Linked DNA regions of Mus musculus: all the other regions are linked to region 3. A link is a contact called in public promoter capture Hi-C data. All regions are on one chromosome and are shown on one strand. The core of a region is the stretch at or near the end of the contact, and the rest is flanking DNA. Distances in the headings are between cores, read along the strand shown. Region 1 overlaps Gm41829 (a long non-coding RNA gene). Region 2 overlaps Pdcd1lg2 (programmed cell death 1 ligand 2). Region 3 holds the start of Plpp6 (phospholipid phosphatase 6).

Evidence for each region. Promoter capture Hi-C pulls out the DNA fragments that hold promoters and counts their contacts.
Region 1: a contact with region 3 is called in a promoter capture Hi-C map of the C10 cell line. A contact is called at or near these places in 4 of 39 promoter capture datasets (the C10 cell line, liver and second pharyngeal arch cranial neural crest), 2 of 484 Hi-C or Micro-C datasets (cortical glia and embryonic stem cells), 7 of 130 datasets of targeted methods (the NIH/3T3 cell line, craniofacial prominence, embryonic basal ganglia and 4 more) and 3 of 9 other capture datasets (adipose tissue, liver and pancreatic islet).
Region 2: a contact with region 3 is called in a promoter capture Hi-C map of liver. A contact is called at or near these places in 7 of 39 promoter capture datasets (the 3T3-L1 cell line, cranial neural crest, hippocampal neurons and 3 more) and 1 of 9 other capture datasets (adipose tissue).

The regions. Positions count from the first base shown.
Region 1 is chr19:29,234,914-29,239,270 of GRCm38.p6, reverse strand. Gm41829 (a long non-coding RNA gene) reads left to right here. Exons shown (of 2, transcript XR_877802.2): 2 at 1-1,214. Among named protein-coding and RNA genes, the nearest start is that of Gm41829, 8.3 kb to the left of the region's middle.
Region 2 is chr19:29,418,439-29,422,582 of GRCm38.p6, reverse strand. It overlaps Pdcd1lg2 (programmed cell death 1 ligand 2), which reads right to left. Exons shown (of 6, transcript NM_021396.2): 2 at 145-212. The coding sequence starts at 199. Among named protein-coding and RNA genes, the nearest start is that of Pdcd1lg2, 9.6 kb to the right of the region's middle.
Region 3 is chr19:28,962,091-28,966,142 of GRCm38.p6, reverse strand. It overlaps Plpp6 (phospholipid phosphatase 6), which reads right to left and starts at 2,223. Exons shown (of 1, transcript NM_028922.3): 1 at 1-2,223. The coding sequence starts at 2,142. The coding sequence ends at 1,264. 4430402I18Rik (RIKEN cDNA 4430402I18 gene) reads left to right here. Exons shown (of 14, transcript NM_001374140.1): 3 at 2,470-2,607.

The DNA.
Region 1 (4,357 bases), core at 776-3,275, 270 kb before region 3:
GAGGCAGCTGCTGTTGAGAAAGTGCTTTCTATTGATTCTTTCGTTGCTGGTATATTCTGAAGCCCACTACAAGAGCACATATCTAAATTCATTTTCCTGGAAGTTGCTTTCTTAAAAAAAAAAAAAAAACTTACATCATTCACAACAGATCAAACTTCAGCCAGTCTAGTACAAATTGAATTGGGTCTCCCGAGAAAATATGTTGAAGTCCTAACCACTATTTCCTATGGATGTGGAAATGCTCGTTGGAAAATACTCTCTCTGCAGAGCTAATCAAGCAACAAATGAAAGCACTAAGGTGAACCCTGACCTGGAATGACAGGAATTCCTAGGAATGCACAGGAACACAGGCTATGTGAATTGGAGGCAGAGGTCACCGTGACACATCTTCCTAAAGAGGAACAGGTTAAAGAGACCTGGGGGCCATCAGAAGCTGGAAGAAGCAACGAAGGAATCCTCTCACCCCGAAACTTCACACGAAGCTTGACCCTTGCCAACCCCTTGGGAAGCCTAGTTTTCAGATTTATGAAAGAATAAGTTCCTACTGATATAAGCCATCCAATGTGGTAGTCTAGGGTAGTCTAGAAAAGTAATAGACTAGGTAGTGCTTCTCAAACTGAAGTCCAGACAAGTCTTGGACTTTTTAAATTCCCCTGTCTGACACAGGAAATGCTGCCTGAGAATTGACAGCGACTTGTTAGAGGGAAGAAATCAGTCTCCTTATTACTCTTTCCTGTTTGTTTGCTTTCCCATTGAATCGCAGTGCTTCTGTTTACTTATTTCCTGTCACCTTCACTTGTCACACGACAATGATAAAGGATGTAGCAGTCCTAAGGCAGGCTTTGGCTGGGTACTCCACGGCTACAAGAATGTTGGTATCACACACATCCCTCCCAGATGTCAAATCAGCCCTTTCCTGAAGCACAGGAAGCTTGCCGGGAACCAAGGACATTCCAGCAAGTTCAGCTTTAGTAAGAATGATGACAGGAAAAACGTGTAAGGCGACTATTAATTACTGAAATATGCTTGTCTTAAACCTCGTGAAAGCGTAGGGTGTATGCCTTCATGTCTACTGTCGATATAAAAACATTTTAATGTACGTTCGCTGAGAAAACTACCGTCCTCTGTTTTAAATTTCTAAGTAAGTGTTAATACGTGCCACTTGTGTAAAGTTTTAAATGTTTGGAAAATATCGTAAATCTCTCTTGGCCTTTCCTATCCCTCTTCATTTTTCAGAATTGACCACTGAGCCCGTGTATAACCTTTCACACTCTCTGGAGTGCATTTTTTACACATATCCAACAGCGAAGTTCTGTAAGCAAAAATGATAATCCCATATTAGTACTTTCTGTTACCAGCTCTTCACCCCACACACTCATTTTAATCTTTACAGTCTGTCCTATTTGTTTAAACTCTTACATAGTCTCCAGGAAACAGGTAACTCTCAATTTACTGAAAACTCTACTTGTGGATATTTAGCTTTCTAATTTTTCACAACTACATGTGTTGTACATACATTTCAAAGCACAAAAAGGTTGCCCAAAATACACACTTAGACTCTCTGGACTAAAGGAAATATGCATTTAAATTTTACTGACTACAGCCAGAGTAATATTTTAAAATCTCATTATGGTATACCAATCTCCATTCATCTATAGTCATAGAATTCTGGATATTATGAATCTTTAGTTTTAGATCATTTTAATCTTAAACTACATTCATCTCTGGTAGCACAACAGGTATTTATTAAGTATGTATTTTGTGCATAGAAAACACTTCGAAAAGAATCCTGATATAAATAATACATAATAGCTAAGGGCATAGGGTACATTGGGTGTCGTTCAAAGGATTTATATCTATTTGTAAAACAAAAATAGCTCTAATGTCCTCACCATGCTCATTAGTCTGTAAAGAGCCCATCGAGTGGGTGGGGGAGGCGGAGAAAAGGCTGTCAGCCTAGATGCTGCCACAGACCGAGCAAGAGTAGCTGCAGGCAGTCACCTGACCCTGCAAACATACCGCAGCTTCTTAAGCAGAAAAACTGCACAGTTGACAATAAGAGAAGACATTGTAAGGGAACAAAACTGACTGCTGATTCTTCTCATTTGCTGGCTGATCCCCACCCCCAAGCATAAAGAAGATCAACTGACAAAGGAAGGGGGTGGCTGATATGTACAAATGCTGGCTTTAAAGATAAAAGCGGAGGCATAAAGACACTATCTAGAAGACAAGGAGGGCAAAGGGACCAAGGACTGACCGTAGTTGATTACTAGACAAAAATAAAAACCCACCAGAAAGCAAAAATTTGGCACAAGGCTCAACAACAGCGTTGTTGTGGGTGTCTCTCCACCCACCCCAAAGTTCAGAATAAAAAGTTCAACTCTGTCAGGGTTTGGAACTTCCCCAGGTGTGAAAGAGGAAGTGAAACCAAGGGCAAAAGTTGAGACAGCACGCAAGTGACTACTACAGGTGAGAAGCCACACAAGTGACCGCTACAGGTGAGAAACATCTATGTCCAAAATCTTTGGGGATTGAAATTGTCACAGATTTGGAGATATTTGCCTGTACATATGACATTTCTTGGAGACAATATCTAAGACTAAATACAAAATTGACCTATCTTTTAACTAGGCCATCGTTTTAAAATTGCACATCTAATGTTTATTTAAAAGGGACATAAATTGCAGGCGGAGGAATTGTAGTGGAGCATCTATCTTCATCAAAATACTGGTAATTCTACTTAAACTGTGGAGAACTGAAGACAACCACTTCCTGGATGAATGACAGTTGGCTGTGAAATCAGTTTTTAATAATCTAGGAAATAGCAGTGACATTCAATGTTCTCCCTCTATTCCTTAATGCTTTGTATGTCTCAACCAGATGCTTTCTGTAGTCTGCATTTCTAGGCAAGATTATATGTTAGGTCAAATAATGTGTTTGAGTTAGTTCCCACAATGGGTAGAACAATAAACATGCCTTCAACAAATAATTATTGAGTTGACTTGAGATACAGCAAGTCCACATGGCAGTCTGGGCCCTTGACAAAGAAGGGCAGTTCTTTCTCCTCATGCTTCTAATCAGTGGAGGACAAAAGGGCCAAAAAAAGAAGTCCCCCACTGCATCAATGACAACAATGTGCACATAATTGTAACATTCAGTCATGGAAATATACATCTTCACAGTGCTGTGTTTTATAAAAAGATAAAGAAACCAGGGATATGTTTGGTGGAGGTGCCTCTGCAGGACCATACTGAGCCATCCATCCCTTCTCCCTGAGGGACCATCCATATGATGGTATAGTATAGAACAGACTTTATTCAGTGCATGGGGAAGGGAGTTGAGAGAAAGGCAGAGAGAGAGAGAGAGAGAGAGAGAGAGAGAGAGAGAGAGAGAGAGGTGTAGACTGGCCACGAGCATGTAGTGGTGGGATGGGGAGAGAGAGGGTAAGAAGCAAGAAGATAGAGCAAAAGCAAGAGAGCAAGAGAGAGAGAGGAAGGGCAAGCATCCCTTTTTATACAGAGTCAGGCACAGCTGGCTGTTGCCAGGTAACTTTGGGGCAGAGTCTAGACTAAATGCCAACACACAGTATTTCATTCTTTATTTTGAAGATAATAACCATATTATGAAGTAGCCAGTGCCTTGATCAAATAAATTTCAAATATCTGTGGCGATACTCTACTCTTTCAGAATAAGAATGATCTTTAAATTGGCCTACAGACAAAAGGACAGTATAGACGAACATCCATTTAATGTGGAAGACATTTTTAGACACATTCATACACCACACAGTATTCCTGCAGAGATAGTTTACACATTTGTAGCAGAGACCAACACCTCTGCATGACAAATTTGAAAATGCTTCCTTTCTAGATAAAAGACTATCTTTCACACTAATTTATTATTGGAATTTAAGCTTTAGCATGCCCCTTAGGAAGATGAACTGGGGGGTTTGGGGGGTGATTTGGTGGTGGCAATGGTGGGTTTTGATGTTTGAGGTTTGGGGTTTTTGTTTGTTTTCTGGTTTCTCCCCTGACTCCAAAGCCTCTGGCCATAGTTCTAGTTTTCCTTCCTTTTGAGGGGAAGGGGTGGGGATAGACTGAAGCATGTCCTGTATTTCCAAAGAGTCTGGGGGAAATGTTAATGCCCATTGCAGTTTGCAAAGTGATCCTGTAAAAATTAAGACGTTAGGGCTGGAGAGATGGCTCAGTGGTTAACAGCACTGACTGTTCTTCCAGAGGTCCTGAGTTCAATTCCCAGCAACCACATGATAGGTAGCTCACAACCAACTCTAATGGGCATCCAATGCTGCCTTCAAATAAATCTTTTTAAATTTTTTTTAATTAAGACATTAAAATAC
Region 2 (4,144 bases), core at 1,228-3,727, 460 kb before region 3:
CCTGGAAAGTATTCTTTTCGCTACTTGAAATATCCAGTAACCACACTCCCTCTAAAAGAATGCCCACAGATACTCATTTCCGGCTTTGGCTAGGAGCCACCACCTGCTCATCGTCCCCAGGACCCTCCCATCTTCCGTTCCTACCTGCTACAGGATGAAGTTGTAAGCTCAGGTTCAGTATCGGCAGCAGGAGCAGCATGGTCTGTGTCAATCTGAAACAGACAATTGAGAGTCTCAGGGCTCCGCGCGCGCTTTTTCAGTCTCTGAGAGTTTAACTCATCCCAAGAGCAGGGTAATGACTCAGAATCCAATCTTATGGGAGATGCAAGTGACAATGGAGGAGCAAAGACAAGAAGAGAGGCTGCGGGTTGCTTTTCTGGAGAAGAGCTTATTATGCACAGCAAGGAGGAAGACGACACTCTTTCTGAATTCAAATGAGCTGCTCTTCTTGCTCCTCGCATGGCCTTTTCTGGAGAGCAGGGTGGACAGCAACAGCCACCCACACTGGCAATCATCCGTATCCTTGCGGGCCTCCACGTCACTTTCTAAAGCTCAGTCAGTACCAAAATCAGTCTTGTTTACCTAATAATAAGCCATCATCTGTAGCTGGACTGGAACTCGCGGAGCGTGATCCCGGAGAACAGGGCTCAGGAGACCAGAGCTGGTGTATCAATATGTATTAATTGACTAAGCAGAAAGCATGAAGCTGTTGAGTGCTGCCACCCCCAACGTGCCTGTTGTATGGTTTGTCTCTTAATGAGCTTTCTAATTATTAGCTTTCAAATTACTTATTTCTTGGAGGGGGGGTTGAAGCAGGGTCTCAGATTGTCTAGGCTGGCCTCTATCTATGTTACATAGCATAGGCTGACTTTGAACTCCTGATCTTGCTTCCACTTTCAAGTACTAGGATTACAGGCAAGTGTCACCGTGACTGACCCACTTTTTATTCTTTTGGACATATTAAATTGAGGTTAATTTTTATTACTTGTTCTAAGATATACCTCAAAGAAGCTTAGTAGAGTCTGTATGCTGAAAATGTTTACCTCCACGTTATAAAGACTTTTATCAGCTAACTGTTAATTGTCTTACACAATGGATTTCATTGTAACTCTTCAGGTATGTTTATAATGTACTTTGGGTTATGTTTAGTCCATTTACTGGATCTGCCACTTCCCCCATCTCCTCATTGCCCCCTTCCTCATTAGCAATTCTATAAATGGCATTGAATTCTTCCTTATGGCTGACTAATGTTCTATCATCATTCATATATATATATATATATGTATATGCATATATATGTATATATATGTATATGCATATATATGTATATATACATATATGCATATATACATATGTATGTATATATATTCCATTTATCTATCAGTGAGCACCTGGGTCAGCAACATAACTTGCTTACTATAAATGGTAGAGCAATAAGCATGGATATATGAATATTTGGAAGCTGACGTAGACTTCACTGGGTATACTTGGAGGAGGGGAACAGCTGGATCATATGGTGGTGCCAGTTTTAGTTGTTTTATTAAGGAATATCCATGCTGATTTCCATAGTGGCTGTACTAATTTACACTCCCATCAGCAGTGTGCAAGGGTTAATTTTGCCTGCATCTTTGCCAATATCTGTTGTTTTGATGTTTCCTTGACGATAGCCATTTTGATTGGGTGGGTGTCTGTGTTTTATGAGAGCTCTCAGGTCTGCCGGGGTCAGGAGGTGTGGTAGGCCCTGCTCTAGGGGACAGGAGGTATGACTGGCAGGCCCTGCTCTAGCTCAGTGTGGCTCCATCTCCTGTTTCACTTCTGACCTCAGGTTTTCTGCATCCACAGAGTGCTCATGTTTGAAGCCAGCTGGGAAGACACACTGCTGTCAACCCTTCTGTCTTGAGGCTTTATTAGCCAGAGTAAGCTGCACGCCTCAGGCCCGGGAAAGCAGAGCCAGTAAGCCGGTGGAGGGCTTCGCTCTGGAGCCCCGGGGACTTTGTCTGCATTTTTAGAGAGGACGGTGCTTTGGTTAGAGAGTAGACTGCTTTGGAAGGATGAGCTGCAACGCAGCCTTAGGAGGGCACTGTATACATTTGCACTAGGGTGCTGGGCTAGTGGAGGGCGTGATCTGTGGAGGGTTTTAAAGATGTGTTCATTAAATTTATTTTTAAATGTTCAGCAGCTTTATTAAAATGTTGTTAACACACAAAAGCAGGCCGTATAAACTTAATGTAAACTCTTGGCACACTATTCATTCAGTTGGACTGCTTAGTATATGCATAGAGTTGGCTAACCAACACCACTATTTAATTTGGCAAATCTTAATTACCACTAAAAGAAGGAACCATATTCACTCAGAAATAGTCCCATTTCCCCTTCCTTTTTCCAGAATCCTGGCAGGTGTCCATCTGTGTTGGTCAACTGCTTGTGTTGACATTTCATAGAAATGACATTGAGTAGCCCTTGACCTTTTGTGGCTTGCTTCTTGCACTGAGCATGATGTAAGGTTTATCTGTTGTGCAGCACACATCAATACTTTATTCCTTTCATAATGGGAAGATATTGCATTGTATAATAAGCCAAATGTGTTTATTACTTGCTAACATTTTCTCATAAGAACTAAGTCTGTTCTGTTCATATCTGGGTCTCTAATCTGTTTTGAGTTCATTTTTGTGTATGAGCAAGGTTCTTTTGCACATACTCCAATAAATTTATTTTAAAAAACTAAACTGTCCTTTCTCTGTAGAATTATCCCAGCATCCTGGATGATAAACGTGGGGTGTATTCCTGGACTTTGCATCCATGTTGCTCAGGTCTGTGTCTGTTCTCTGCCCCCATCACATAGTGCCGTTTACTGTAGCTTTGTGAAAAGTTTGAAATTAGGAAGTAAGGCCGTCAGCTTTGTTCCTTCTGAAGTCCTCTCTCTCCCCCTCCCTCTGGCCCTTCCTCCTCCTTTCCCTTGAATTTCTCTCTCTTGAGTTTCTGTATGAATTTTAGGGTAGACTTGTCTATTCTGCACAAAAGGAACTGGTGTGCTTTGCTAGGAATTACATTGACTCAGCAGTTCCATAATTATCTCAACAATGTTGTCTTTCAAACTCTAAAAGCAGTCTTTCAGTTTTCTTTTCTTTTTCAGATTCTGAAATATTAAAAAAAATTATTATTATTGGCAACAAAGCCATGTGTAGGAGCAAGTGCCATGGTATGCATCTGGAAGCTAGCTTTATGAAGTTGGTGCTCTCCTTTCATGTTGTGTGAGGTTTAGGAATAGATCTTAGGTCACCAGGCTGGCTCAATAAGAATCTAGACTCACTAGGCTATCTCACCATACCAAGGTTTTAAACTTTTTATTTGCATACTTAAAAGCTTTACATTCTAATAGTTACACATTCTAATAATTAAAATAATTTGAAAAAAAAAGGCACTCTGATTATAGGACACGCTGCAGCCTGCAGGACACAGAGGGTGACCTTGGATTTTACTCCAGGTCTCACCACTTTCCAAATCCAGCTTCTTCGCTCACCAGCAGGACGTTCTTTCTCTTTCCTGCCAGTCAGACCTGTGGATGTGAGAGGCAAGCCGAGCCAGCCAGAACTTTGTTGCCAATTGTTACCGCTGTGAAAGGGAGAACCGAGTCTTTTAAACTTTGTCCAACCCCTTCACATTTTACAAAGCTAAACAGAGTAACCAAGTAAGGTCAGAAGGTGATGTTTGCTGAGCGCTCACTGCCTGTTGGTGGCACTTGCCTCACCATCTGCCCACTCCCGTCTGTTTGCTTGTTTCTTTTGAAGGAAGAGATTCTCTCTTAACATTTCTAGGCTCTTCAGTCTCCACTTACTGAACTACAGGATGTCAGCCACATCCGGTATTTCAGATAAGGTTGAGGAGAGAACCCAGCGAAGTGTGTGAGCAATAAAGCCTGATCTGTTATAGACTAGCCCATTTTCTTAGAGCTATGTTTTTGAAAACAAAACAAAACAACAACAAAAACAAAAAAAAAACAAAAAAACACCTGTAGGACATTGCTGACAGTATAGGTAATTAAAAGGAAATACAGACCTCCTGGGCTTAGGGATGGAGTCATTAGGACACTAGAGGGCTAGGAACATCCATTAGATCTGAAATGCCTGCTAGAGTGCCCAGAGAA
Region 3 (4,052 bases), core at 974-3,473:
CACAGCAGCATTTACAGATGTCATGAGCATACCCCTCTTTGGTCTTTCTAGGTCAGACTGTAATCAGAGTCTACCATATTATTTGGTCATCTTTGGTCTTATGATTGGGGGGGGGGGGGCGCCATGAATGAACAGCTTTCAATGTAAACAGAAATTTAAGAGTTTTACCTAATGCTCACGTAGGGCAATAGGCTCTCCTGAAAAGTTTCAAGTTGTGTCCTGTTACCTAAAATGTGCTGAACACAGCACAGTGGGACCGATAGGGAAAGGATAGCATACAGTTATCCTTGGGGTACACACAGGAACGCTATGCAGGCACACTGAAAAGAACCACATTGCTCTTCTACTTTTTACTTAATAGAGGACCATTTGCTTGATTTAGTAGAGGTGACCGACAGCAGGGCTTCATTTCCTGCCCCTGGCCATGGCCTACTTCCCGGTCTGCCTCCTTCTAAGCTCTTAGTTCCCCTGACTCTCCCCAGCAGCTCAGCTTCTTGCCCCCTGGTATGCTACTTGTCCATGGGACTAGGAAACAAAACAGTAGGCTCATACTTACATTTCTGTGGGAACCTTAGACAAGCCCACCTTTTGAATATGTCTTCTTCCATATCTTGGTTTGTTCTATGAGTGCTAAAAGATAACGTTAAATAGTAGTAGAAGTTAACTATCTAAAGATCGTTTGAGAGGTACTGGGAGCAGAAAGGAAAATACTCTGTGGAACCTCTTAACTACCAAGTCCACAAGGGTGGGAGAGCTTAAAGGAATCAGAAGAAGGAAAAAGCTCCAATTATGGCAACATATTCAGAGAGTTAAATTGGAGAAAAAAAATCTGTTTTGAACTTTAAAATTATTGTTTAAAATTTACTGCAGGTAAAGGGTGGGAATAGCACATGGTTTATCTAGCTAATGGCTCTTAAATTTTAATTTACAAGTAATAACATTGTTTTTTTGGGGGGTGAGGGGAATTACTCATTAACGTTGTCAACTTTAAGTAAATAGCAATCATACAGTCAGCCAGCTTGATTTCTTTACAGTTGTCTTGGTGATAAATAGCTGTCAAATACACAGTAGACTTTGTTTCTCAAGTATGGCCGTGTTCAGTAATAGCCAGCATGCGCTCCGGTCTAGGAACCTGTCAAGACAGTGGGATCCCAGAATTCCCAAAGTTGCCCAGAGGGGCAACTAGATGGCTCTGGCTTAGGTCAGCATCCTCGAGTGTGGAATCCTTCAGACCTCAAGGTGTCAATAATCAATGAGATGGTGTCACTGTTGATTCCACAGTACAAAAAGAACTGGAACATTGTGGGGTGACAGCCAGCAATAATCCACAATGCTGTACTGCATGTAGCCCAGAAAAAAGCCAAAAGCCACATCAGTGACGTTGTGCCGCCCGAGCATGACCCTAGAGAGACCCAAGACGAAGGCCCACAGGACCACCAGCACCCTCAGTGGAATGGCCAGTACCAGGTGGTTTAGGATAAACCGCGACACCAGGGCGGCCCTCGTGGCGTGGCCCGAGGGAAAGGAGTACCTGTCCACCGAGAGGGTGAAAAACATGTCCTTTTGATTGTGCGCGGGTCGGCGCCTGCGGACCAGCCCTTTAATCACAGCTACCAGCAGCAGGTCCAACAGCAGGGCGAAGAGCAGGTTCATCAGCACTTCGCGCCCGGCCCAGCTGTCGCTCCTAAGCAGGCAGTAGAGGGTGCCCAGCAGCCAGGGGATGCCATGCCCTGAGATCTCCAGCAGCTTCATCAGGGGCCGCACGCTGCCCCAGGCCGAGCTCTCCCCAGCACACACCCCCAGCTTCTTGGACAGCCACAGGTCGATGGCCAGCAGGGAGCGCAGGGCGATGCCCAGGAAGGACGGGTTCAAGTTCATGCGGGCGTCCTCCGGCGGCGGGGCCGGGGCTGCTTGTGCGGGGCCCGAGGCGGCCAGCGGGAAGGAGCCGCGCCGGTGCACCGGGCTGTCGGACGCGCGCAGCCGAGCGCAGGCGGGGTCCGCGCCCGCGCGGCAGTTCAGCAGCGATTGGAACTCGAACCTGCCGCCGCCGCTGCCACCGCCGTGGGCCGGGCTGCCCGGGACGCTGCTTCCGCCCGAGGAGCCCAGCGGCCGTCCCTCGATGGTCCTCCGGGGGCTCGGCATCGCGGAGGGAGGCCGGTCCCGGGGACCCGGGCAGACCGGAGACAGGCTTCCCAGCCCGTCAGCCTCTTCCGCTTCCGCACTGCCATCCCGGAGGGCGGGCCGAGGAGCCGAGCCGCAGAGCACGATTGTGACACCTGGCGGAGACGTGGGAGGGAACCGGGAGTACCAGCTTGAGGAGAGGTGGGAAGTGCAGGTGAAGGACGCAGTGATGGCGTCATTTCAGAGCTGTGGGAGGTTAGGATAAACAGCCCCTCTGCACAAAAAAAAAAAAAAAAAACAAAAAACAAAAAAAACCAATCCCTTGATTGCCCTCCTCTTCTTTTTAAGATTTCTTGCCCCGGAGTGTTCCTGCCGGACAAGGAAGCTGTGTACCTTGGAGTCTACCTTCTGAATCAGTACCTGGAGACAGACTGCTTTCCCCCTGTGTTCCCTGTTGTGATTCAACAGAGCATGAGATTTGTAAAGGTGATTTTGACTTCTCAGTGGGTTTTGCTGTCTGAAACCAGTTTAATGGTCATAAAGAATAGTGGTTTTGTACATTTATTCCCCGCCCCCCCCCCCCTTTTTTAACACAGTGTAAAAAGTACAAGCGGCCTTGAGGCAAAAACCATAGTTTGGAAGTCTTGCTTTTTGCAATGCAGGCCTGAGCCAAGTTCTGTCAATTGAGTGCTAAATACCCTGGTGGATGCTTTCTATTCTTGGAACTCCCATGGCATTTTCTAACTGGAGCAGAGAGCGTTTCTGAATGTTCTTGGAGGTGTTAGAGACAGTTGCATTGCATTTATGAAAGGGGCTATTAATAAACTGCAGATCTTAAGAAAAACTTTCTTAAGCTTGGGAAAATAACTTAAAACTATAACCAAATCAGCTGTACCTGGTAATTGAAAGCCTGTAACTAAACAAGAAAGCTGTTCATATTTTCTGAGTTTCCTTAAGTCATGTGCGTGTTATATAACAATAGTAGTAAGGGCTAGATTCCATTCCAATGAGTGCAATTGTGATTTTAAAAATTGTAAAAATCACCGGCCAGGGCTTCCCACTGCAGTATGCTGCTGACTATTCAATACTCTGCAATCACCAACAACACCCTAAGGTTCTGGTTTTAGCTTTGGAGTTGAAATTGGAGTAATCTTTAGTAAACCTAGTGGTTTTGCCCAGGGTCCCCTAAGGTGGACTTTTGGGGTGGAGGGAAGATTGTACATATCGATCCTAAAGTCTGGAAGATGTTTTCCAGAAACCTACCTATTTCTTGTAATCCAAGGATGAGAGAAAAGATGCGTTTTTAAAAACTGCAGCCTGTTCATTGGAAAAACGTCCGTGAAACTGGTTGGGTAAAAGTGATTGGATATTATCTTGGGAAATAGTCAGAACCCAGATGGTCCTACTGGCCATATGTGGGTGATAGACATGGTGTGAAGTAGGTGCTGAAAATGACCCCCACCACTTTCCCCACTCACCAGTTGCTGGCCCTGTACCAGACTTCTAAGATAGAATTGTAAGAGGTGCATAGATATGAAATTATTCTAACAGGGCATGATACATCCATCAATACCTTGGGAACTTAACTTAATCTGACCACCTCTGTTTTTAAAAAAGAGAATGCCTGAGATTCACAATTTAGATGCTTCTCCTGCTGGGTGGGAAAGCCTGAGGTTTCTAGTCAAACATACCATGGAACCATTTTTTTTTCTTTGAGTTGTTTAGGCTCATATTCTAGTTTCTTCTAGTTCCAGGTTTCTTGAGATCTGTTCCATTCTTTAGCTGAAAACTCGTGTGGCACATAGCAAAAGCATTTTCCTTCCCCACATCTCTTTGCATGGCTTAGATTTGAATAATTTAAAAGTACGTGGGTAAACAAATTCCTCATAAAAATTCACAAGCCATTGTATTTGAATAGACTAAGCTAAGTG